Linked DNA regions of Mus musculus: all the other regions are linked to region 4. The links are chromatin contacts, called in public Hi-C, HiChIP or PLAC-seq and promoter capture Hi-C maps. All regions are on one chromosome and are shown on one strand. The core of a region is the stretch at or near the end of the contact, and the rest is flanking DNA. Distances in the headings are between cores, read along the strand shown.

What was found. Promoter capture Hi-C pulls out the DNA fragments that hold promoters and counts their contacts. Hi-C and Micro-C count contacts between places; a contact is called where the count stands out from the background. HiChIP or PLAC-seq counts read pairs in DNA pulled down with a chosen protein or histone mark.
Region 1: a Hi-C map of B cells shows a contact between it and region 4, with 12 read pairs. The contact joins the promoter of Lockd here to the promoter of Atf7ip in region 4. A contact is called at or near these places in 7 of 39 promoter capture datasets (the 3T3-L1 cell line, the C10 cell line, cranial neural crest and 2 more), 9 of 484 Hi-C or Micro-C datasets (B cells, CD4 T cells, CD8 T cells and 4 more), 10 of 115 datasets of contacts at active chromatin or transcription factors (the SCID.adh cell line, astrocytes, bone marrow-derived dendritic cells and 6 more) and 1 of 9 other capture datasets (liver).
Region 2: a contact with region 4 is called in an HNF4G HiChIP or PLAC-seq map of pancreatic cancer cells. The contact joins the promoter of Gprc5a here to the promoter of Atf7ip in region 4. A contact is called at or near these places in 3 of 39 promoter capture datasets (the 3T3-L1 cell line, cranial neural crest and hippocampal neurons) and 1 of 115 datasets of contacts at active chromatin or transcription factors (pancreatic cancer cells).
Region 3: a promoter capture Hi-C map of pre-B cells shows a contact between it and region 4, with 6 times the contacts expected there. The contact joins the promoter of 1700055D16Rik here to the promoter of Atf7ip in region 4. A contact is called at or near these places in 2 of 39 promoter capture datasets (liver and pre-B cells).

Annotation. Positions count from the first base shown.
Region 1 is chr6:134,925,182-134,931,932 of GRCm38.p6, reverse strand. Lockd (lncRNA downstream of Cdkn1b) reads right to left here and starts at 2,841. Exons shown (of 2, transcript NR_037956.1): 1 at 2,648-2,841. Cdkn1b (cyclin-dependent kinase inhibitor 1B) reads right to left here. Exons shown (of 3, transcript NM_009875.4): 3 at 6,408-6,751.
Region 2 is chr6:135,062,633-135,069,389 of GRCm38.p6, reverse strand. It overlaps Gprc5a (G protein-coupled receptor, family C, group 5, member A), which reads right to left and starts at 3,728. Exons shown (of 4, transcript NM_181444.5): 1 at 3,615-3,728.
Region 3 is chr6:134,789,700-134,795,918 of GRCm38.p6, reverse strand. It overlaps 1700055D16Rik (RIKEN cDNA 1700055D16 gene), which reads right to left and starts at 3,559. Exons shown (of 2, transcript NR_151454.1): 1 at 3,423-3,559. It overlaps Dusp16 (dual specificity phosphatase 16), which reads left to right and starts at 3,291. Exons shown (of 7, transcript NM_130447.3): 1 at 3,291-3,642.
Region 4 is chr6:136,515,711-136,521,836 of GRCm38.p6, reverse strand. It overlaps Atf7ip (activating transcription factor 7 interacting protein), which reads right to left and starts at 2,986. Exons shown (of 15, transcript NM_019426.2): 1 at 2,874-2,986. It overlaps Gm44140 (a long non-coding RNA gene), which reads left to right and starts at 3,084. Exons shown (of 4, transcript XR_001785394.2): 1 at 3,084-3,239; 2 at 3,345-3,388.

The DNA.
Region 1 (6,751 bases), core at 1,592-4,091, 1.6 Mb after region 4:
CTCTGCCTCTGCCTCCTCTGCCTCTGCCTCCTCTGCCTCCTCTGCCTCCTCTGCCTCTGCCTCCTCTGCCTCTGCCTCCTCTGCCTCTGCCTCTGCCTCCTCTGCCTCTGCCTCCTCTGCCTCTGCCTCCTCTGCCTCTGCCTCTGCCTCCTCTGCCTCTGCCTCCTCTGCCTCTGCCTCTGCCTCTGCCTTCTGAGTACTGGGATTATAGGCATGCACCAGGTTTTTGTAGAGATGGGGATCACAACTGGGGCCTGTTCATGCTAGGCAAGCACTCTCCCAACTGAGCTATAGCCCCATCCCTTCTGTGTTATTTACTTTAAAAAATAATTTTTGTTACTGTTCAAAACAAAGTTCCAAACCTATGTATTAGCCTAGTGGGATCTAGCTTATTATTACCTGAGCCAGGTGTGGTGGTGTACAACTGTAATTCAAGCTCCTGGGGGGAGGGATGGCAGAAGAAGGAAGACTACTTGAAGTTGTAGGTGTAGTTACACCTTATATTCAAGGCTAGCCTAAGATTCACTCAATTTTAGTATGCTCACCTACCATGCACAAGGCTCTGGCTTCTAGCCAGGCAGTGGAAAACAAAAACAGTACAACGACATCTACCTTGTATCCTGTCTTCCCCGGAAGGTAAAAGTTAGGGGCAGTGACATGCATAGAATTGCTCTCTCCTTTGATGACTCTGAAGGATCAGAGACCAGAAAAGAACTCTTTTAAAGTTAATTTATTATTATCGAGTATTGTACATAATTGGATGGCTGTACTCTTACACAGTTGACAGCACCCTTGGCTTGTCTGCGCCAGGAACGCCGCAAACGTGTGGACAGTGCACAGTGCTATGATATTTCAATATGCAGAACTTTTTCTGCTCTGTTCTGTGTCTGGGACCACCGTCAGCAGTACATACCCCAATTATTTGGCTCCCACCTAGTACTGTTTAAAGGTTACCTTAGCTAGTAGATTTCTTTTGTGTGCACGCATGTGTCATGCATGGGGTGTACCTATGTGGAGGCGGGGGTCCTCACTGGCATCTCTTATGGCCCTCCATTTTTTTAGCTAGAATGGCTGGCCACTAGAACCCAGGAATCTACTTTTTCTCTCTCCACTCACCAGCCCTGGGATTAAAAACGTGCACTGCCATTGCTGGCTTTTTATATAAGTTCCGGGAATCCAAACCCGGGTCGTCATGCTCACACGGAAAACACTTAACCTCCCCCTCCCCACCCCCAAGACCTAGATGTCCATAGATTTCTATTTAGCTGTTCCAGAGCCTAAATGTAAAGGCTTCACTTTAGTATGAAAAGTTAGGGTGGATACAGTAGCACGTGCCTACAGTCCCATCTGGTTAAGAGATTACGTCAGACACATCAAGTTCAAGACCAGCAAGAAGTAGAGGGAGGGAGAAAGAGGGAGGGGAGCCATTATTAGTAGTAATGCATTTATTTTTGACCTGGGACTCATAGAGATCCATCTGCCTCTGCCTCACGAGTACTGGGATTAAAGCTGTACACCACCATGTCCAGTGGGGTTTTATTTATGACCTCCTTTGTTTGTACGCTTGTTGGTATATTCGAGGTAGGGAGGGTTATATGCAGCCCAGGCTGACTGCAAAGTCTCTCAGTATCCTAAGCAGGCCTTGAACTCCTGATCCTCCTGCCTCCAGCTCCCAAGTGCTCAGATTACAGGTGTGCTCCACCATGCCAAGCCCAAGTTTCCAAGCCTGTTTTCACAGTCACGTGCTATCTGAATCTTTATCTATGACACCCCTGTCCGGGGACCATCCAAATCCCTGCTTGGCTCACACTCAAGATGAAGACCTGTTTCTGAGACTAGCTTCCTCCTTCCAGGGATGTGGTTTTCCTCATGGACTGCTCATTCTGATCGGATGTGTCCTCTGAAAGGCAGAGGTAAGCACTGAGCCTCTAACAGAGTCCATGAATACAGCCTGGAGAGCAGCTCAAACATGTTGGTTTATGGACGGGGTCAAGGAGCTTAGTGGACTGGGAGAGGTAAGGTCAGAACTAGACAGCTAAAAAACTAAGAACATGGCATACTGGTTCAGGGGCCAATGGAGGCTAAGGCTGGGCTTCTGGCTAAAACAGACTGAAAGGAGATATCAGGAGAAATTATTTTAAGGAAAGAAAAAGGGAAGAAAAAAAAAAGGCAAAGGCAAAGAAAGGTATACATATGAGATGTCCCTGATAAAGAGAAAGACTGATCTAGGACTACTGTTTAATTATTATGACGTTTTAAAAGCTTCACTGCAAAGAAAAACATAGTTGGATCCTAATTAATAAAAGCCATCACTTGTATTAGACCTGTTCTACTAATTGAATCCTCCTAGATCTTAACAAACTCTTTCCAATGAGTTTCCTGACCCAGAAATCAAAAGGGGACTTTATGTCCCCTTCTCATCCTCACAAGGGGGGGTGGGGAACCAAACCTGGAAAACAGACAGGTTCCCCCCCCCCTTTAAGGTTAAAAAGGAAGAAAATGACACCGACTGCCTTTGTCCTGATGGATTTTGACACTCTAACCCCAGAAATAACACCTCTTTTGCTCTATATAGAGTCTATAGCCACACCTTGTATTTGGTTGGTTTATTCCTATGACGGGTAATATTCATTTCTAGGATAACTACCCGCTCCCGCCCTCCCCAAGTCTACCTTTCCAAGACAGGGGAAGGTGCGTCCTCGTCGAACTCCCGCCTGTACCTTCCTAGTACCTCTGGCCAGCAGCCTGTGTGCCCGTGCTCCCTGGACATCCGTGAATGTTTGATGCTACATCTCTACCCAAACTGAAGCTTCCCGCCTGCATTCTGTCAACGGCACTTGCGGGCGGGGCGGGGGGGGGGCAACTTTTGGAACAGAAAGCTCCACCCATCCTACTCCCTACTACCTGCAATCAAACCAGCTAAAACACCCCACCTCAGACTCCCCAACTAAGTCTCATCACATGATCTACCGTACGGTAATTTTTTTTTTTTAACAAGAAAACAAGCATCCAAAAAAAAAAAAAAAAAAATTCAAACTGCAGGCGCGAGCCAATGGGGAAGCAGGGGAAGGTGGGCGGGGGAAGCGCGGCGGGCTGGGCGGGGACCCGCGGACCTGTGGACCGAAGGATTCGTAAAACGCAGCAGGCGCACGGTTTAGGCTTTTTTTTTTTTTCTTCCAAAACTCAGTTAAGCGCGAGGCTCCGCCTGCAGCTGCAGCCTCGCAGATCCACCTTAAATCTTCAGTGGACTCGGTGCAGGGGTCAGTGGGCGCAGCCAATGCCAATCAAGTTTACAACCACCAGCTCGGGACGAGGGAGGGGGGGTTTGGGGAAGGCCAGAGGGAGAAACTTCAACTTCTCGCTTTATATGCACACATCACACACGCGCACACGCAAACACACGTACGCACGCACATGCACACGCACACAAAGGGAAGGAGGGGGCCAGAGACCGGCGCTCCGCCGCCAAGTAACAAGTTTGCAAACGCTTCTAAGCTCGCTGGCCGCGGCCTGGACGCGCTTCCCGCGTCCCGACCCGAGCGCCATGATGGTGGCTGCGGTTCTCAGTCCGGGTTCTGGAGGGGGAGCCGCAAATGATGCAATCCCCCGGCCGGCGCCCGAACCGCGCGCCCTTCTCCCGGCCTTTTTCTTAACGTTCCTTTTAGAGGCGCGTCGAGGTTTCGCGCCCAAAGCATGGATAAGGGGTTTTTCTTTTGTTTTATTTTTTAAGATTTCCTAATTTCTGGTTCCTACCTCTGCTGAGTCCTTATGCATGATAAGTCTGTGACTTGGATGGAGGCCCGAGGGACTTGAGACTTGAGTGTACGTGGAAATAAGTGCACTTTCGGTTCTCCGGGATCCGCCTGTGGCTGACCCCACCCTATTACAACCCCACGCGAGTGAAATCAGGGAGACGACCCCATAGGTTTCTAAGTAGGATCCATGGCCTTTTTACCCCTCAGTGTCGTTTGCAAGGTTTCTTTTTTGCTTTAATTTTATTATTTTTTAAAGCCAGGAAAGGGGGGGGCAGGAGTAGGGTGTGGCTCAGGTGAAAGATGGCAAATGAAAAAGAATCCATGCTCTGAAAAACAGATCAGGGATCCTAAGTGGACTTCTAAACAAAACACCTTTTAGTTCAAAGCGCTAGACGAGCAATCGTGTTTTCTGGTGATGATGGTGTAATGGCGAAGGCAATTCTCTGGCTCCCAGGAAAGGTCGCTCAGTGCAGCCAGGGTGGTGGGCACACAGTGGCTTGAAAGGCCGACTGCTTGCTCCCTCCCACTAGTGAATGTCCATAGTCCCCCAATCTAACCCATCACAGCCCCCTCCCCAAATCCTTATTTCCCCCAGTTCTTCCTTGCCCAGGTCTGCGGTTCTGGACAGCCAAGGATGCAAAGGTGGGGGGCACTTTGCAAGCAGGGTGAAGGGCAGGGCTGATCACCGAAAGCGGCAGTGGTTCTCCACAGTTAGGCGCGCATTGGTGACGGTCGCTTAGCCGCCAGCGAGCCGGGAAGGCTTTCGAAATCCGCGGGGCTGCGGATCATTGGAGCCCTGCGGTAGGGGTGGGAGCGGGCTGCTGCCCTGGAGGGTCCACGAACTCCGGGAAATTGGTCCCTTCGGGCAAGTCCCCCAGAACTCAGTGAGCGGCGGGGTGTCCTCTGGGAAGGGTCGTGGGCCTTCCATAGTGATTTTCTTCGTCTGGAGGATCGATGGTGAGGAAGAAAGGTTTCTAAGAAGTAACCCAGCCCGGCTGCGCGGATAGAGGCGCGGCCGCTTTTTTGCGGCCTGCGGGCGCCCGGGGCGCGGGAACTGCGCGCAGCCACCCTGGCAGTGCGGGACTTGCAAGTAGCCGGCGACATTAAAGACTTTTGGTCTTGAGGCGCCAGCCAGCCCGACCAGCAGTTGCCACAGTGAGCGGGCGGGATCGGGGCTGCGGGACAGTTGGGGAGACTACCGGGCCGTGACCAGGGTAGTGGGGTAGCGGGTAGCTGACGCCGGCGGCCGCAAACCCGCAAAGGGACGTTCGCGGCGGGCGCAGGAGTCCAGGTTCCGGGAAAAGGACCATTTGAACCACCAGATTGTATGTGGAGGCTTGACACAGGCGTTCGGAGGATGGAGGGCACAGTGACTTGGGCGGGGGGGATGCGTTCCTGTGGACGTGCCTGGCGCAGAGAGCATCCACCTCTTCCCGGTCCACCATTCCTAAAATGCAATCTCTCAAAATTCGTATTAAAAAAAAAAAAGCTATGAAAGGAAAATGAGGTTTGTGCAGTAACAGAGGTGTTTTCCCAACTTGGATTGACTTTCTGACTCTTGGTCCTCCTGCAAGCCGCCCTTTATATTATGTTTTAAACAGAACCACAAAAACACCTTTAGTCTTTAATTAAAATAATACCTACTTGAAGGACTTGGCCCAGCGACCAAAAGATCCATTTTCCCATCCCGCACAGGAAGAAAAACCAACTTTTGCTTTATTTTAAAAAAAGAAAGAAAACAAAAGAACAAATAAAAACCCTAGTAAAAAATGCTAGAACTACCTTGTTTATAATCCCCTTTGGGTATGGTGATATAAATGGTAGTATTTCAATGAATAATTTAAACCCAAATTTGGATTTTTCACAATTTACCCATAAAAATTTCTTATAATTTACTTTCTACCTTAACCACATTTTAAAAATAAGAGTGTTATTTAGAGAATTATTTCTGATCAACCTGGCTTTAAAAATGCTCCGTTTCTGTATTTTTTTAAGTAAAAAAAAAAAAAAATTATGCATCTCTGCTGAACAGATATGAAGACACAAGACTCTGTTTTAGTATTTTAACTTATTTTTCGGATGAATTTAACTATAATATAAATATTCAAAATTTGAAGAATTTATGTATGACCAATTTCATTTAACCTACGAGTATGGAAAAAACTTGGTTCTTAAGGATTTGTGTGTTGGGCTACTGTGGACAGGGCTGGTATGGTGGAAGTAAGGACATTGATTTTCATTGCCACTTCAAAAGTGTAAATAGAAAATCTAGAAAAGTCGTTCCATCACTTTCATTTTCAGTACTGCAGATGTGTGATCAGACTACACTTATGTAAGCCCCCCCCTTTGGTTCTCACACACTCATATCCTAGAAAACATAAATATTTTAACTAAATGGGGGCTGCTGACAGTCTTACATGAAAATGTGGCTTTTCCTCTTTCCAGTTAAGCCTTGTCTACCCATATAGGACTAAGATGAAAATGGCCACTAAGAATACCCACACCCCCCACCCCACCCCCATCACCCCCATCACCCCCCCACCCCCAAATCATCTGACTGAAATGTAGGCCTAAATGTAGATGTTTGCCTTCCCATTGTATCTGGGGCATGCCAGGCTGACTAGCTCAGGCTCAGTAAAGCACAGGACAGTTGCACTCAATAAATAACTACGGAAGTTTTCTTTATTGATTGCTTGATGTGTAACAATAATTGGCATCTTTTTCACACATTACAAAAATTATACTTGGCTCAGTATGCAACCTTTTAAGCACAGCCATACTATTTAACAAAGGCGGGGGGGGGGCTAGTCTATCCAATACAGCATTTACAAATGCACAAAACATGCCACTTTGGCTTGTATATTGTCTAGATTAAAAAAAAATCTCTTTTTAACATAAATAAGTTAGTATAATTTTCAGTGTCTTTACAGAGTTATATACACAGGCACACTTCCAAGTTTTTCTCATACACAGGCAATGAAGAAACGCTGTTTAAA
Region 2 (6,757 bases), core at 2,479-4,978, 1.5 Mb after region 4:
GTATGTGTGGCTGTGTGCTAACATGCAGAAGCCAGAGAAGGACACTAAACGTCCTCCTCTATGGCTCTCTTCCCTTGGGACAGAGTCTCTCTGTACAGGAAGCTCACTGTTTTCTTGGACTGGCTGGCTAGGGAACTCCCGGGATCTGTTTGCCTCTGCATCCATGCATGGCCATCTGCTGCCATGGCCTGGGTTTTACACGGGTGCTAACTCATGATCCTAACTCTCATCCTCATACCTACGCATCAAGCACTCTCTCTTACCCACTGAGACATCTCCTCAGCCCCTATAGACTTTTTTAAATTAGTCCTCGGCAGATGCCATACATAAAATAAATAACCAGCAAAATCACGAGAATGTTTTCTGGATACTTTACCAGAAACACTGTCTATCTTCATACCAATCATATCTCCATTATTAACCAAAGAATTCACACTCTCAGAATCTGCACTTGTCAAGCACTTTGTATAGCAGCTATAAGTAGCAGGGGCTTTTACTATTTATTTATTTATTTATTTATTTATTTATTTATTTATTTATTTATTTATTGGTTGGCTGGTTTTTCGAGACAGGGTTTCTCTGTATAGCCCTGGCTGTCCTGGAACTCACTCTGTAGACCAGGCTGGCCTCGAACTCAGAAACCCACCTGCCTCTGCCTCTGGAGTGCTGAGATTAAAGGCATGCCCCACCATGCCCCGGGCAGGGGCTTTTAGAAGCCATGAACTTGTAACTTGAATGTAGCCACAAATGATACAAAAGCAAATGAGTTTTAATAGATCCCCATGAAACTCGTCATTAAGAAGGAAGAAAACGAACGTATGGGCCACTTTGGACAACAGACCATAGTTGCTACCCCTTCTCTATCAGATGGAATCTATCCAAATGGTCACACATGTTTGCCAAAAACTGAGTGCAGTTTAGAACAGAGTGATCTGAAATTCTAAAATAAACATACAGATTCCGTGCCTTGGGTCACACCTGCACTCCAGCCACTTGAGATGTGAAAGAGGAGAAGCACTTGAGCCTGTGAGATTAAAATACTCCAGGGCAATGGATCAAGCCTTGTTCGAAGGAAGGAAGGAAGGAAGGAAGGAAGGAAGGAAGGAAGGAGAAGGAGAAGGGAGGGGAGGGGAGGGGAGGGGAGGGAAGGGAAGGGAAGGGAAGGGAAGGGAAGGGAAGGGAAGGGAAGGGAAGGGAAGGGAAGGGAAGGGAAGGAGGCAGGCTATAAAAGTAAGGATAAGGTGGGCATGGTAGAGCATGCCTGAGTCTCAGCTCTTGGGAAGCAGAGTTCAGGCCAACCCCGGCCATAGAGTGAGTTGCAAGAGTTCAGGCCAGCCAGGCTATATCGTGGGTTACAAGCTGGTCAGGGTCACAAAGAAACCTCGACTCAAAAAGAAAAAAGGTGGTAGGGGAGCAATAAAAATGCAAACACTGGGCTTTCAGAGGGTAGCTCAGGCCTGTAATTCCATCACTCAGAAACCAGAAGTAGATCTGACTGGGGCAGCCTCGTGTGCACAGTGAATTCCAGGTCAGCCATGGTTACCTGAGTCCCTTTCCTAAAAGGGTAACACCAATGGGCGAGATGGCTCAATGGTAAAGGTGTTTGCTGCCAAGTCTAAGGACCCAAGTTCCTCACACAAGACACCATTAATTCCCTCAAGTTGTCCTTTGACCACCAGATGTGCAGTGTGGCGTGTTCACACCAGGGAGACAGAGGCACAGCAACAAAGAGAGACACAGAGACAGTCAGGCAGACAGAGAGACACACAGAGTCAGAGTCAGAGACAGACAGACAGACAGAAAGACACAGAGACAAAGAGAAACAGAGACAGAGAGACAATCACACAGAGTCAGTGACAGAGAGAGAGAGTCAGAGAGGACAGAGGCAAAGAGACAGAGAGACACACAGAGACAGAGACAGACAGACAGAAAGAGACAGAGAGAGAGAGCACTCAAACAAACAAAAGCCAGCGTTGCTCTGATCCCCTCAAGTGAAAAACTGTTCTGTTTGCCCCCACCCACTGCCCCTGCTCTCTGTGGATCTTCAGAAAGAGCAGAAATCCCCAATCCACATTCCTCTTCACACTCTGTTATCCTCAATTACCTCTCAAGAATGGAATGAAGGCGCACATTTTTTTCAACCTGCTGCTTACGGATACTGTGCAACTACAGACAGGCAGGACCTACACACAGAAAAGACGCTTGCCTACGACTCCTCAGCATAAGGACCTGGCGGCAGGTGGCTGCTGGATAAATGACTGCAGAACCAGGAAACACAGGGCTGCCTGGAGCCAGGTAGAGACCTTTTCTTGGGAAGTCAGAGACAGCTGTGGCCATTCCCTTTGGGCCTGGGGGCCAGCCTCTCCATTCCCTCTTTGATCCTAAGGCACCTCCCAACCCTTCCTCCCCTCCCCTTCCTTCTCTCTATCAGTGATGGCCAGTACAAAAACCCCTAAGGGTGAAGTGTTGGCCTCACCCTCCCCTCCACCTTCCCAGGCCATTGTATCTGAAGTGGCTAAAGAATTCTCCTTCAGTAAAGAGCAAAGAAGAGACTGTTTCCAGAGAACCTTTCACCAGGCTTCAACAAAAGCCTCAGACACTTGCCTGGAGAAAAGGCAGGCAGGCACGGTGATGGTCCTTCAATTACCTGCTTCCAGGCAGGCTTTTGCCATTTGGGAGCCTTCTACCATGAGACCGATACCTGTTATCCCAACACTCTGCAAACTGAGGCAGAATGGTGGTTACAAGCTCGAGGCCAGCCTGAATGTCTAAAAAAAACAAACAAACAAAAAAAAACAACAACAACAAAACAACAACAAAAAAAAAAAACAACTGCTGTTTCCTGTCTTTCCATTCAATGTGATCTGCCAGCCTCCTCCTGCCTGTGTCTCTTCTCCTCCGGGAAGACAAGCTTTTCACCCCCTCTTGTTAAAGAGAGACAGGGTCTTAGAGACTGGGGCAACAGGAAAAGTAAGGGATGGGGTGGAGGAACAACACGCACATGAGAAGGGGGGGGGGGCGTTGAGGTGAGTCACTTCCTGACCTCCACGGCCTTCGCTCCTTTGGGAAGGAAGCGGCTGGCATCCTCTCCCTCTACCCCTCTATTCATTCACAGACCCTTGAAACTCAGATGGGAGTTGAAAGCATCATAGCCCATCTTCCACCCACCAGTGGCTACATAGAACCTGTGGGAGGGGCCTAGTACAGTTCAAGACGGACCTCTCTTTTAATATTGGTATTTTAAACTACTGTTTTGTATCTGGAGACAGAGACTTATATAGCCCAGGCTGACCAGGAACTCACAGTAGAGTCAAGGCTGGCCTTGAACTCTTGATTCTTCTGCATCTACCTCCCAGGTGCAGAATTACAGGCCTGTGCTACAGTTTCTAACTGTTTGCTGATTGGTCTTTCCCCTCTGTTTTAGCCCAGAGAACACATTCAGAGGTGAGAGAAGTTAAGGACATTCCTTTCTCGGTTTCATCTGTTTCTCCTAGCCAGCTGTAGTCCATCACGGGCTGTACTGTCTCAGTTCTCCTTCCCCAAGGCTCCCCACGCCCCACTCTCCGGATTTAAAACTGGGGCCCGGAGCGCGCTCCTGGGTAAACCCCTCTTACCTGGGCGCCGCGGCGCTCGGGGTGAAGCGAGAACTTGCGACTCACGCGTGAAAGGCGAGAGCGCTCAACCCCTGGCTACTGGGCAGGTCCTGGGACAAGGATCCCGCCTTGGCCGCGCAAAGCGGTTATAAAGGCTTCTGTCGCCGGAGGGAGGGAGAGGGTGAACCGAGGGACAAGGGGCGGGGGCGGGGCGGAGGGAGAGGACACGCCTAATCCAGTTCCGCGGCACTTCTCGCTGTTGTGAAAATAAAGTCACCGTGCCAGAGAATGAACTGAAAGCCTCCCTGACGTCAGAAGCACAGTCACTCATGAAATAGGTGGCGGGGTTGCGGGGGAAGCACCCTAGACTGCCAGGCGTAGCTCTCGACGAGTGTTCAGGTCGGTCCCAGAGCTCCCGCCCTTATGAAAAGAGCCACACGGTGAACCCAGCTACGGATGAGCGCTGCTGGCTGTCATCTCCTGGAGGGAACCACACCCATCCTCCCTGAGGGCACTATAGGGCCCCAAGGGCAAAGACTTAAGCCAGCAGCTCCAGGCAGCTCCTTTGTTACTTTCTGTGGGAGAAGTTGGTCTTTATTTCCCCTTGGCGGCACCTGTCTCTCCATCACCCACTCCTTCCTCCGGTGAGCAGGGAGAAGCCAAGTTTAAATGGGAAGAGACAGCCACTCACTCTCCTGTGGGTCCCCCAGTCGCGGCTAAAGAGTAAAGACCAAGGAAAAGTTGAGACGCTTCAGCAAGGCCCTTCTTGGAACTGTCGCATAGCCAAGTTAGCATGGCCTGACTGAGAGATCATATCGCCTTTCTTTTAACCACCTCTCCAAAAGTTTGACAAAGCAGTTGATAGGAACAGAGACGCCAGATAAAATTTTGAAATGAAGGAATTTGCCTTTGGTGTCTGATTCCTCCTGCTTAGGTAGGGGCCCGCAGCGCATCCATTATCAGGCCAGTCCGGCTGAAACCTGCCTGCTCCGTAGTCAAAAAGTCCTGGAATGTCAACGCACTGGACCAGGTTTACCCCGTTGGTTGCGTTGGTGGGCAGCGGGGGAACTAAGCTTTTTAGGTAGTAGGGAAGGCCTGGAGCAGGCCTTCTAAGTGCTTTAGTTCAGTTTTAATACAATTTTTCATGTATGGCGACCCCCAGCCATAAAATTATCTTTGTTATTACCTCATAACTGTAATTTTGCTTCTGTTATGAATCTTAATATACATATCTGTGCTTTTTACTGGGCTTAGGTGACCCCTGTGAAAAAGATGTTTAACCCCTACAAGGGGCTGAGACCCACTTTTCTCCACACCCTTAAATGCTTTTTAAAATGTAACAAACAATCTTGCCAGATGGTAGGGGCTCACAACTTTAATCCCAGCACTCCTAAGGGAGAGGCAAGCAGATCTCAGTGAATTGGAGGCCAGTCTGCTCTACACAGTGAGTTCCAGAACAATCAGGGATGCACAGAGAAACCCTGTCTCAAAAAAAGAAAAGAAAAGAATAAAATGTAACAAGCCAGGCCTGGCGCGGGGCACCTCTGTAACGCCAGCACTTGGGTGGTAGAAGCAGGTAGAAAAACACTTCAAGGCCAGTTTCTACTACATAGGAGTTTGAGGTCACCTGAAGGTGACTTGCTGCAAATGACAGTTCGAGTCAGCATTTGGGAGACTGAAACAGGAAGATGGCCACCGGCCTGAGCCACATAGGTGATATAGGGCAACGGGAAAGGGGGAGGGGGGGCTACTCTCAAGAGCCTGACTCAAAAAGGCAGAGGAGATGGGAAGGTGGCTCAGCCAATAAACTACGTGCTGCCTAACCTGATAACCAGAGTCCAATTCCCAAAATCGGCATGAAGGTCAACCAAGTCCAAGAAGAGAACCAAGACTGTAAAGTTGTCCTCTGACCTACACACAGGACCATGGTGAGTGCTACACACACACGCACATACACACACACACACACACACACACACACACACACACACCAATAGAAAGACTCTTCATGAGCTTATGCTGTGATGTATAAGGTACTGGTTCAAACACCAGAGCCAAAACAACCTAAATCTTTGGAGTCTATATTTCTATTGATCTCGTACCTAAGAAACCGCAGTCAATATTTAACTTGGCCATCTCCCTTGTGGCCTGCAGGTCAGAGGTCGTCAAGTTCTCCTCCTCTCCTGGGGTTCACCAAGAGACAGGGGCCTGGGGAAAGGGCTTGGGGAATGATGAGACCGGAAAGGGCTTCTCTCTAAACTTCTACAATCTCATCTATAGAAACTGAAGCTAGACCAGTATCCAAGAGAACCATGGATGGACTGGAGAGATGGCTCAGAGGTTAAGAGCACTGACTGTTCTTCTAAATATCCTGAGTTCAAATCCCAGCAACCACGTGGTGACTCACAACCATCTGTAATGGGATAGGATGCCTCGTCTGGTATGTCTGAAGACAGCTTCAGTGTACTTACAAAGTAAATCAGTAAATCGAAGAAGAAGAAGAAGAAGAAGAAGAAGAAGAAGGAGGAGGAGGAGGAGGAGGAGGAGGAGGAGGAGGAGGAGGAGGAGGAGGAGGAGGAGGAGGAAAAAAAAGCTTGGCCCAAGCAAGGTAGTATAGACCTTTGATCCCAGGAGACTAAGGCAAGGGGATCTCTGAGTTCAAGGTCAGCCTAGGACGAAACAAGTCCCAGATCCAGGCATGGTGGTACACACCTCTAACCTGGGCCACACCTTTTGCTGGAGACCTGCATAAGGACATTGGAAAAAGGAAGATTCGCTCTTCCTTGACGCTTGCACTTACTTGCCAGCACATCTGTTGGAATCCACTTCTACAGAAGACCAGCTGAAATAACTAGCTTTGTTTCATAATAAATTCCCTCAATATAGAAAGACATTCCATACATTCTGTGACTCTAGAGAACCCTGTATACATTGGAACAGCAGTTGGTCGAATCATAAGAAGTAAAAAGATATAGGGAGCTGGGCGTGGTGGCTCATGGCCATAGTCCCAGCAATGGAGAGAATGAAGTGTGGTGACTATTGTGGGTTCAAGTCTGCATATCAAGTGCCATCCATGTCTGGACTCTAAAGTGAGACCTTAGAAGAAAATGAAGAAGGAAGGAGAAGAAATGAGAGGGAAAAAGAACTTGCTTTATCATCTGTTT
Region 3 (6,219 bases), core at 2,310-4,809, 1.7 Mb after region 4:
TACACACATTCCAGTAGTTGGGAAGTGAGAACATCAAAACAGGAAAAGGTATTTTCAGCACTTCACCATGTATGTGTGTATGTATGTATGTATGTATGTATGTGTGTGTATAATATATGCATATACATATGTAATTTATATATATGTACATATATTATTTTACTTGCCAGAAATGCCCTTGGCCAGAACTTCAAACTTGGATTCTACATAATATTAAAAATATGCTAAGCCGGGCGTGGTGGTGCACGCCTTTAATCCCAGCACTCGGGAGGCAGAGGCAGGCGGATTTCTGAGTTTGAGGCCAGCCTGGTCTACAAAGTGAGTTCCAGGACAGCCAGGGCTATACAGAGAAACCCTGTCTCGAAAAACCAAAAAAAAAAAAAAAAAAAAAAAAAAAAAAAAAAAAGAGCTTTAGAGGCCAGTCATGGTTGTCATGCCTATAATTCCAGCAATCTGGAGACTAAGATAGCAGAATTAATGAAACTAAGATAGCAGAATTAATGAAATTCCAGGCCAGCCTGGGCTACAGAGTAGGATTCTGCACAAAACACGAAACACGAAACAAACAAACACGGAGCATGTCTGGTTAGGTTTGAGGCAGGTAAAGGTGTGAGCTGCTAAGTGTGACGACCTGAGTTTGACCAATAGGCCCCACATGTGGACACTAAGTTGTTTGGCAAGTTGTTCTCTGACCTTTACAAGTGTACCATGGTCCACCCCTAGTATGTAAATAAATAAATGAATAAATAAATAAATAAATAAACAAATGTGAAAACAAACAAGCACACAAAACACCCACAGGATACTATCAGGAGCAAGCTGAACCTGAGATAGGCTGCCAGACCACTATGACCTTGGAGGGTTTAAATGTTCTACACTTATGCTTTACTGGAATTTATCCTCTTTTTCTCAAGCCTTTTGAAAGGACGGCATCTCATCCTTTCCACTCTTTCTGTTTCTAGCGCATTGAAATCCTGACCCAGTAAGACCGTTTTCTGTGAAACACCGGCTGCCGGTTCCTTGATAAACCAAAGACAGCCATCTTCATGAAGGGGACAGTTGCACTTGGCTTTGTTGCTTGTGACAGTCAACCTCTGTAGCATAAGTTAGCCTCTAGCTTTCAATCCTCTTGCCACAGTCTCTTTTAAAGTGTATATGTGTATGCGATGAGTGTATGCACAGACATGCCTCGTGTTGGCTGTGGAGACCAGGAGTACTTCCTTTCCTTGTGTATCCCAGGATGGAACTTAGGTCCTCAGGCCTTTTACCCAGAGAGCCACCACGCTGGTCCAGCCAGTGTCCCGAGTGCCAGAATTGTCTTGCTACCTGTGTACCATCACACCTGGCTAGACCAGAACATTTAAAAAAACAAACAAACAAACAAACTTTTTTTTTTTTTCCTGAGCTAGGGGACTCCTTATATAGCTCTTTTTCACCTACTCCTCTCCCAACTTCCAAAAGCAGGCGTCTTGGTGGTTGTCAGCTGGTGACGCTGCAGTACCGCGTCCTGCCACGAGAGGACAGGGAGCCGCCTCCACTCAAATCCGCAGAAGGTCAAAGGCACCTCTCCTCTAAGCTGGGTCGGCATCGGCAAGCTCAGCTTGCAGCTTCTGCGGTTCTCACCTCCAAAAGGGCTCCCTTTTTCACTCTGAAAGATGACCTGCAAGTCCCCGGAGGCATATTCCATAATGGTTACCTTAAATGATTAATGATTGCCAGCCTTAACGGGTGCACCTTTGTTGCAGGGTTTAAAGGTGGGAGAGGACTAACAGAAACGTTACCTTTCTAACCCACTCGGAAAGCACGCCAAGCCACCTAGGCGGTGCCCACATCGATTCACCTCAACATACTGCTTGAAGGCCGGAATCCTTACTTCAGTACCCTGCAGATGGCGTGTGTTGAGGGGTACAGGAATCTGGTTCTTGGGCCAGTCCACTCGAAGTGTGCTTTTCTGTCATTGATCTCATCTTTGTTATGTGATATCCACGTGAGTCCTTTTTAGTAGAAGCTTCAAGCTCAGATGCTCAAAGAACACTGGAATAAAGCTTCGATTGTCCTATTCAGTTGCTGAGAGTGGTTGTCGCCACCTCAGGTCTCTCATTTTCCTAAGTAGGTAGTGTCTCAAAACAAAGCTACTTTGAAAAGAAGGGAGAAAAAAGCAAAAGCAAAAGCAAACCAAAACAAACAAAAAACCCAAACCCATGAAAGACTTGGAGTTAAAGTAGGCTCAAGTAGGTCTTGCATCTCTTGAAAGCAAGTGAACTCTGGTTTGACTTAAAGATGATGCTGTACTACCGATGTCGAGAATACTTACTTAATGTGTAAGGGCGTTTTGATTTCATGTTTGTGTGTGCGCCCCATGTGTGCTCGGTGCCCATGGAGGTCAGCGGAGGGCATCAGATCCCCTGGAACTGGAGTTACAGATGGTTCTGGGCTGCCATGTGGGTGCTGGGAATCGAGCCGTCAGTGCTCCTAACAACCCTAAAATACCTTTAACGTCTTATTACATTTTATTTGTGTGTGTGTATTACATTTTATTTATTTATTTGTGTGTGTGTGTGTGTGTAGCGGGGTGGGGAACAGCATGTGGACTGAGGACAACTTTCAAAGGCGGTTCTCTCCACCGCATGGACCCTTTACTTGTTGAGCCATCTCGAGGGCACGCAGAAAAGATTCTTTTAGAAAAAATAATTCTTGGCTGCGTTTGCCCGCACTCGTGTAGTAGGGTCTTTCAAGGACGAAGACATAGGTGAAGATATGTTTGATATCACCGGTGCAGTTTTCCTTCAAGTACCTGTAACTTCCCTCTCAAGAGAAAAGCCCCGGATTTGGGATTCCGGGACCTTCTTACAAAATGATTGACTGCAGCACTCTCAGATCGCCTTGCTTTCCTTCCCCTAGAGTGGGGGCATTGGAGCAGCCGCCTCCGTCGGAGGAGAGACCCCAGCGCGGGCAGGAGGCGGGCGGGCCACAGACCCAGGCTCCCGGGCCGCGAACCCGGAGCGCCGAGGCGCCGCTCGGTCGGCCCGGTACGCGACCCGAGCCCGCCTCCCGGAGGCTCCGGAGGCTCCGGCTCGCGGGGACGAGCGCCGAGGGGCGGGCGATGCGCGGCCTGGGCCGGAGACCCCGCCCCCCCACCCCGCCCCCCGCCCCGCCCTCGCCCGTCTCCTCCTTTCCCCCCCGGGCTCCGCTGAGTTCATTCACTGGGATTGGTTTCAAGTGACGCCATCTCTTTATTTTTAAACCGATGACCTCATCCGCGCTTGAAGTTTCCTGACCAGCGACTCTTTCTCTCTCCCCAACCCCCACACTACCCCCCCTGGTCCCCTCCTGCGGGCATCACCGTTTGGGGGGGCTCTCATCCCGTTTCCAACCATTTACCCTCCCCCTCTCGCTTTTCCCGCGCGGACCCCCAACTTTACCTCAACTTCTTCATCCCTGTCGACATTTTTTTTTCCCTCTTTCGGGGGGCGGTGGAAGAGAAAGTGAAGAAAAGTTGCAAACGCCCGGGCTCTCGCTAAGCTCTCCGCCCACCCTTCAGAGGAGAAGCCCCGGCGGCGAGGAGGACGCGCGAGCGACGGCTGGGCGACGCGGTGACAACGCTCGCTCCCCTCCGCGAGCCTGGAGCCGGCGGCCCCTCAAGTAAGTGTTCGCGGCGGGCCGCGGGCCGGCTGGGAGGCGCGTCCGCTCCTCGTGCCGGCCGCCGCGCGCTCTCCCCGGCCGGGGGCCGGCGGGCCACGGCGGCCCGGAGCGGCGACGGCGGCGGCGGGGGGTGTGTAGGCCGCGCTGGGGGTCGGCCCGAGCCGCGGGGGCGCCCCGGCCTCGCCGCGCCGAGCGGGCGAGCGGGCGAGCGGGCGAACGAGCCCCGGGCCGCGGGTCGCCGGCACCTGGGCGGGCGAAGCTGCTCACTTCCAGACTGTTACACAACACGCCTGCCAAGTGGGGCCCTGACTGTTTCCATAATCCCAAATTCACCTTGTGTGTGTGCAGGCAGCCAGCGAGGCCACCTGGGGAGCGACCGTGTCGCTTCCTTAAACAAGGAAAAAAAAAAAAAAACCCACCCCCAAAACTCAACTTTCATTCCGGGGCTCCCGTCACGGTGTTGGAGGAAAACGGTCCGCCGGTGACTCCTTTATTTACAGTAGCTGTAAAATGTGAGACATGAAAACGGGGAAACAACGGACGGTGTGTGTGTGTGTGTGTGTGTGTGTACGGTGTAGTTTCACGTGGAAAAAAAAAAACCCTAAGGAGGACATACATGCAAACTCTTTAAGAGCGACGGGTTGTTTCCTACAGAAAGCTGATAATACACTTGGGGAAAGTACAAGGAGATCTTAAAATGAATGGCTTGTGCAAAATTGGAAAGAACTTTTCTTAAACGCCTGTTGCAAAGATCCTTGGTGTTTTGAAGTCCTGTGTGTCTCAGATTGTTTGGAGAACGCACACCTCTAATCAGCCCATGATTAGAGAGGAAAAACCTGTTGCATAATCTCATTTGCTGTGGGGTTGGCTGTGCCGTCCCCTGAACCAAGGGGAAGTGAGTTAGGATGAGGGTTTTTAAACCTCTGAGGTTTTTATTTACACAGTGCGCTGGGTGCCACTTTGCTTTTAAAGATTGTAAGTAAATACTCTGCTCTTACAAGCGAATCAAACCTATCGAACCTGCTGGGAAAATGACCAGGTATGTGTTCTCTCCTGCTCACGTTATCTCTCTCTCTCTGAAATAGATTCTCAGGGGGAATAAGCCTCTTTGGCCACTCTGTGGAGCTTGATAGTACATACAGTTAACAACTACTTCCTCAAAAAGCCTACACTTTTTCATCTCCCTTAAAGAAAAGACCTTTAAAGGTAAATTTCAGAAGAAGGGGAAAAAAGCTTAACAATTGAGACAATTCAAATATTAGCGAGCACACTGTGGGAGGCTGTAATTCAGATTTATAGAATTCTCTATTGGGTGAAGACCAGTCGCTTGGAGAAGTAAATTGAAAACTGAAGTGTCTGTGGCTTTGTGTATTCTAGTCAAAATGTGACCAGGCACTGCAAAAGGGTTTTGTCTTTATGTAAAAAATAAAACTGTGGAACTTATTGTGTTTAAAGACATTGTGGAATGTTGATATTTTCATAACATTTACCATCTTATGGACAAATTCAGAACTTCAGCTTGAATTATTAGTTTTAAGGTGTAAGATTTTGTGTTTATCAGAGTTCCAAATGGGGAGAAAATTCGAAGTAAGTTTATTTTGCATTTTAGTAAGTGGTGAATAAGCTGATGTTTAGAAAGTATAAACTGTTGATAATGATAGTTACAATTTTTTGTTTTATTTTACTCTCTGGTATCTTAGCAACTCAAGTGAAATACTTATCCTAGAATTGTGCTGATTTTCCTTCAGTGTTTCAGATGGTGAGTTTCAGTAGACAGGGCCAGGAACAGAAGTACACAGTTACCACTCCCTCCCCACCCCTCACTCTGTTCAGTTTGGAAGTTCTTGTCTCATAGTTCAGCTTGGTGAATGTAGTTGAGTACCTATAAATTTAAAATGTTAATACGAAATTGGGGGTTCCTGGTCTATTTGAACAGAGGTTTAATTATAGGAATTGAGAAAGGGGTCAAAGAGGAAGATCCTGGTAACTCAGTTCCCCTCTCTCCTGCTTTCTTACACATTGAAGATTTATTTGTAGAGTGGAAAAGAGGAGGCAGAGGTCAGCTGGTTTAAGAGTCTGGCTGGGGTTAGGTGAGGACCTAGGTGTAAACTATGTTCCCTCCCACATAGAGAAAGAGTAGGTCTGAGAAGTTTGAAGGAAGCTTGGCTCGAGTTAGAGAAGAACAGGAACAATGTTGGAGTGTTAAAATAGCTTTTTTTTTTTTCTTCTCTAACTGCCTGAATTAGGAAATTGAATTTCATAGAATTTTCATTATCTGGACTTAATATATTAAACAAACAAGTTTATATACATGTTCATTGTTAAGCCTTTTCTATTTTCACCCAACCATAAAGTCCTGTAAAATATAACTTGATATCATTTACCAGTGTAATTTATCCTAGAGTCTTATGTGTTCCTGGTATTTCTAACAAAGACATTTTTCTGTTGTATCTTATTGGACTAATAACTTCATTGGGCACTAATGTTTTTTAAGTGCATTGAGTTCTCAAACAGAAGATACAATAACTTGAAGAAGTAGATTAATATAGGGAAATCTCATGGCTTAAAACTCCCCAA
Region 4 (6,126 bases), core at 1,737-4,236:
GCAGGAGGCTTACAAAGTCAGAGTGCACTCATCCTGTACAAATAACCTTCAGATATTTAAAAACAAACATACTGGAGCCAGGCACTTAATCCCAGAAGAACCATATCCATCTGCTTCAGTGCAAGTTCTAGTATGGCCTGGGCTACATAGGGATACATTGTCTCAATAAAGGAATAAAGACATTGATTGATTTGAAAATATCTGATAATTAAGATTTTGATAATACATTATTATGCAGTTATTTAAAAAACATTTTAGAACACTAAAATGGGGAGCTAGTCAGACTAAGTTACAAGAGCATGCAGTGTGCTGGGGAATGCAGCTGGGCATGGTAGTGTGTGCTTAGCATGAGAGTGTGTGCTTAACATGACAGTGTGTGCTTAGCATGCCTGAGGCCCTGAGTTTGACCCACAGCACACACAACCAAAAAGGAAAATTGCAGGAAATTAATTAAAAATGAAATCAGGCAGTAATGGTACATGACTTTCATCCCAGCACTTGGGAGGCAGAGCAAAGGCAGGCAGGTCAAGGTCAGCCTGGTCTACAGAGTGAGTGCCAGGACAGCCAGGGTTGAGAAACCTTGTCTTGGAAAACATACACATGTAAGTGTGTGTGTGTGTGTGTGTGTGTGTGTGTGTGTGTGTGTGTGTGTACGTATTTATATGTATATATAGTGATAAATATTTATAGACTGATCTACCACAGCAAAAGTGAAGTTACAAACATCACCACAGTAGTTAAGGGCGATTAACACAATACTAAATCTTCATACTGTGGACGTGAAAATATTCCAACAGAGTACAAAATCAAGTAATTTTTAAAAAATAAAATTTTAATTTTATGACTTAAATCATTCCAGCCTGATTCTTTCTAAACTACATATCAGTGATTGTTCATACTTTGAGTAACATGTCTGTCTGTCTGTGTGTGTGTGTGTGTGTGTGTACATACATGCACAATGCTTCATTTAATTATAACCAAACTAAAATTTCAAACTTTTAGTACTTGTTTCTAAAATACTAAAGAATCAACCACTGACATTCAGACAATTCATTAATTTTAGTAAACTTAAAATTACATTTACCTTCTAAGAAATACAGCAAAACTGTCCCATCAATATTGAAATTGCATGTTATGTAATTTTCTAGTGCCTCTTATGATGCTCAATATTAACGCATGACACAATTACCCATGCATTCAAACAAAAATGTTAAGCTTAAATACATAAACTCAAATACTAGGAGTACAAAATGGGGTGAGGGGAAACCACCTCAGAAGCATCAAAGTCTCAAAAAGGCAGAACTGCCTTCATTCCTGGTACAAGACAGCAGAGGCTCAAGATTCCCATTACATCAACTTTAGACCTGCTAGCTACAGGAGGAGAAGACTTCCTTCCCCGTCCTTCCATTCCAGGGCATATGTCACAGCATTTAAAAAAAAAAAAAAAAAAAAAAAAAAAAAAAAAAAAACAGCCCAAAATGTTCCTTTCAATTATATCCTATTATTTCTAAGAGTATTTGTTTCGGGTAATAGAGATAGCCCAAACCAATCGACATTATAACAGCACTTAATTTGACAACAGACTGATTTAAACTTGGGTTACATAAGCAACCAAAAAAGCAACTATACATATGAATGACAGATGTTTATGAAAACACAAGTTTTTAGACTAGTAAGAAACAACGGGTAGAATAAGAAAATTATATTAAATTATACGTATACTGACCCAATGTGCTACATACAACTGACCTAATTGTGCTACATACAACTGAAATTTAGTGGCATCACAACTTTAATCAGTAGCACACCCATAGTTATTTTAAGAAACTAAAACCAGGACATATACACCTAAAACATATTTAAAGTGTACATTATACACATATACTACAGTGCACATATTTTTTTCAAAAACTCAAAATGTTTAATTGATTCCCTTAAATAAGGACCTCAATAGAACTTGTAATATTTGTAAAATTCTTCATCAAAAAATGATATAATAGCTTATACGTCATCCCAAAATAATGAGAAATCGTGTTCACTAATTTTCTTTAACATTTCTCTAACTGAAGAAACAGTAAAACTAAAAACATGAAAGACTCAAGTGTTTGGATTAAAACTTCATTGACTTTGGATGAAATGTTCCTTTTTAAAAAAAAAAATAATAAAGATGTAATACCTGAGAAAATTGAGATTTCAACTTAACTTGTACATCCTTTTCTTGTCCTCTCAAACAAATCAAAAATAAAAGTTTCTATTTTGTAAACATTGCACATCCAAAAGCGAACCGGTAAAAACAGGGTTAAAAATGTATTTACAAAAGTGCAGCTGAAGTAAATGCACTTCCCCCGAGAGCACCACTAGGTGCCGATCTTATCTCCCTAAATGGAACGCGAATCCAGAAATACCTAACTAAACGCGAAATTATAATCGAGAACCACAAGAGGCAATTTGTACCAAAATATCAAGTCTGCACCGGTGAAACCGTGAGAGAAATAAAGGATTTTAAGGTGCGGGTAGGTGTAAGACACGAGAGAAACGTTTTCCTCGGAAAATGTGAAAAGAAGAAGCACGAGACGAAACCCCCTCGAGAATGAGAAAATTAAATCTAGAACCCAAATGGCGTCCAACAAGAACATTAGCTCTTGAAAATGAATATTGCGCCTGCGCAGCCACCGCCCGGCCAGCTGCTCAACTGCAGCTAGAGCCCGACCCCACGCGATCACGTGCTCCCATGCAGCGCCCGCCCGCAGCTTCGCAACCGCGCAGGCGCACACTCAACTCCCGCAGCCGCCATAATGCGGTCTTGACTCTTCCGAAATACAATAGTCATTTCTCCGACAGTGGTTAGAACAGCCCCTGGCACTCGCGTATACCTTCGGGGGCGGGAGGTGAGAGCCTGGGACCCGAGTTCCTTCCTACGCAGCCGTCCCGTGCAGCCGTCCCGGACGCTGCCGTCTCAGCCGTGCGCTCCACTCGCCGCCACCGCAGATTCAAAAACAAACCCGCTTCTCCCCAGCACGCGCCGGGGCCGTTATGCAAATAGATGGGGGCGGAGCTTCGTGGGCACACTATGTACTCCACCCACTGAGCGATCGGCCAATGAACGTGCGCGATGCCTATTCTCCATGCAAATCTCCTGGTTTTTTATTTGAATGAGGGATTTTTGGCCACGCCTCCTGCCTTGAAATTGTAGCCCGTCTGCGGTGGTGGCGCTGCCGTCTTTTCGATCGCATCCGGAGGTGATTTTTTTTTTTTCCGGTTGGCTCTTTTCTTTTTTATCCTGGAGGTGATTGGGGTTTTTTTTGTTTTTTTTTTAATTTTTTTATTTTTTTTTTTGCATGGAGATTCCTCAGTGGCCACCCCTCCATGAGACTTGAGAAAAAAAAAAGTAGGTGTTTAAAAAGCGAAAAGATTTTTCCATAAGTCTAGAGAACCTAGAGTACGGTAATTTATTCGAAAAAAAAATTTTTTTTAATTTTTATCTTTTTGTTTTGTTTTGTTGATGAAGATTCGTGCAGTTTAACTCAGTCTAGCCATTGAACTTGCCACGTAGCCCACACTGGTCTGGAATTTGAAATCTATCGGCCTCAAACTCTGTCAAAGTGTTACAGGTATCACTTAAAGTTCACTAAGTTAATTGTGTTAATCATCAAGATGTGGAGATGAACATCTTTTGGGGGGATATCCTGTAAGAGAGCAAGCAGTACCAATCATGCCTTCACACCTCATAAATTCACGTGTCGCTTAAATAGAGACAGTAATCACTGTTCCGACAAATTGAGAGAAGCTAGAATGAAGAAAAGATTCTAAATATGTTTTGTAAATCAGTAAGAGCCAGAAAAATAATATTAGGTGGAATCCCTTAAACTTAATTTTCTCCCTTTAAGTATTTGTTCAATAGTAACTTAACCAATCAAAAAGTTAAGTAGCTGTCAGTGCTGAGGAAATCTACACTCCCATGGGCAGCTGTGGCTCAATTCCCAGAAGCACTCAGGGAGATGAGGCAGGTCTTGAGAGAACAAGGACAACCTGGGGCCACATGCTCCCAGATCATCTAGAGCTTGAGACTCTCTCTCCAAAGAAGCTCACAGCTTTCATTATTGTCCTGTACTTGACAATTCAACTAGGACATTAAACAGGCAAACCCAAGGAAATTGAAATTCAAGAAACAACTTCTGGGGTCATAAAATGTGATACAGTGTCCAGGCAAATCTAAGACTTGAAGGCCAGCCTGGTTTACAGATCTAGTTTCAGGATACCCAGGGCTATATAGAGAAACCCTGTTTCCAAAAAAGGGAAAAGGAAAAAGGTAAGTGTTTTTAATAGATGTATTTAAGATTCTAGATTGATTTTGAGTTGAAAGAGAGAATATCTAGAATAGACTTGACTTAATCTAACAAGAGGCCTTGAAAGGGGAAACACCCAGCTGAGTGTGGTGCCACCCACACTTGGGTGGCAGCAGTAAGTAAGCCTGTCTCTGTGAGGTTAAGCCAGCCTGGTCTACAGAGTGAGTTCTAAGACATCCTTGACTACACAGAGAAACCTTGACTCAAAAAAAATAAATAAATAAATAAAAGAAGGAAGGAAGGAAACAGAAGAGAAAGGAAAAGAAAGGTGGAAGAGGAAAGGAAGGAAAGAAAGAAGAAAAGGAAGAAAACATCAGCTCCATGTTCCTGCTCCAGCCCCAGAATTCCTGTGACAGACCTGGGCATGTTGATTAGAGGCAGATTGGTAGGACATTGTACTAAAGCCATGGAGTGTGGAGAACTCAGGGACCTGTTACGTAGAAACTAGAGAGACAAGAATGTTGAGAGCAGTGCAGACGACAGTGGCCCAGCTTGTGACGTTTCAGAGGGAAGCAAAGACTCTACCAGGCCATTTGTGTGAAGAATCTGTGGTTTAAAATGAGCTCGAGCTGAAGAACCAGCTGTGATAAACAAGAGACCAGAACTTTGTTCTTCCGGGACAGTGGCCGATGGACTGCCCCCACATCATTGAGGTGAAATCTTGTGGGAAGTGTTTCCTCAGGACCAACACACAAGAGATGTATGTCAGAGCTGGGCAAGGTTGTGCTGCCTCATGCTGTCACCCAGGTGAGCCTCCATGTCAGTCTTGGCGAATCAAACCTAAGTTCTCCAGAAGAGCAGCCAGTTCTGAACAACCAGGACAATGAGTGAACCATCTTTCCACCCACATGTGCCTACTCCTGCCTAGTGATGGATCATCTGAGACCATATCATGTGCACTAGCCTACCCTCTAGAACATCAAAATTCATGGTTTCCACAAGATCAGATGCCACTGGTAGAGCCCAAGCAGGTGCAAGCATCCCTGGCCCTGTAGATGCAGGCCAGCTGCAGGGGTGAAGGTCCCTCTAAGGCTGACTTTTGTGGGCCTCAGTGGTTCTCTGAGTGCAGGAGTGCCAGTGATGGTCCAGATGAGTGCAAAGAGAGGGAGGAAAACAAAACAACCTTATCAAAAACTCAACAGCCTCAGCACCTTGAACTGCTTGCATCTGAACATAAAGAGCATACGCAAGGGTCTACAGAAGTCAAAAGACAAGTCCCCTGGTCTGAATATAGATTTCTGGTCTGCAGGAAGCCCCCGGGGCTCTTCGTTCTTCCTCTGGGCTTCTGCAGGACAGTGGGCTACAGGGCCAGCCTTGGCTGTTTTCTGGTTGTTTGTATAAAGAGGAAGTGAACAACCAAAAAGACATTTGTAGGGGATTTGTAAATTTCCATGGGTTTTTCTCTTTGTGTGTGTGGAGGAGTGATATTTAAAGATTTAAATAATAAATGTATGTGCTGAGCCCAGAGCATGTACAAAGCCTTTAAGACTGAATAAAAGGGACTTATTTTTTTAAGTTTTTAAATTGTTTTGTTATGACCAATTTTGTGAAGGCTTCCCCTACACTTTCTTATTTCTGGTTTTAGTTTCAAGGCTTGTGTTTGTTTATGTCCTTAATCCATTTCAAGGTATTTTTCTTTAATTTTCTACCACTGAGCCACATGCCCAGCCCTTTCTTACTTTTTTATTATTTTTGTCAATTGGATCTTTGTTTTTTCTTTTTTAATTTTTGCAACAAATCCTACAATGTTCTACAGGCTGCCTTAAAGTCAGTGAGGCCC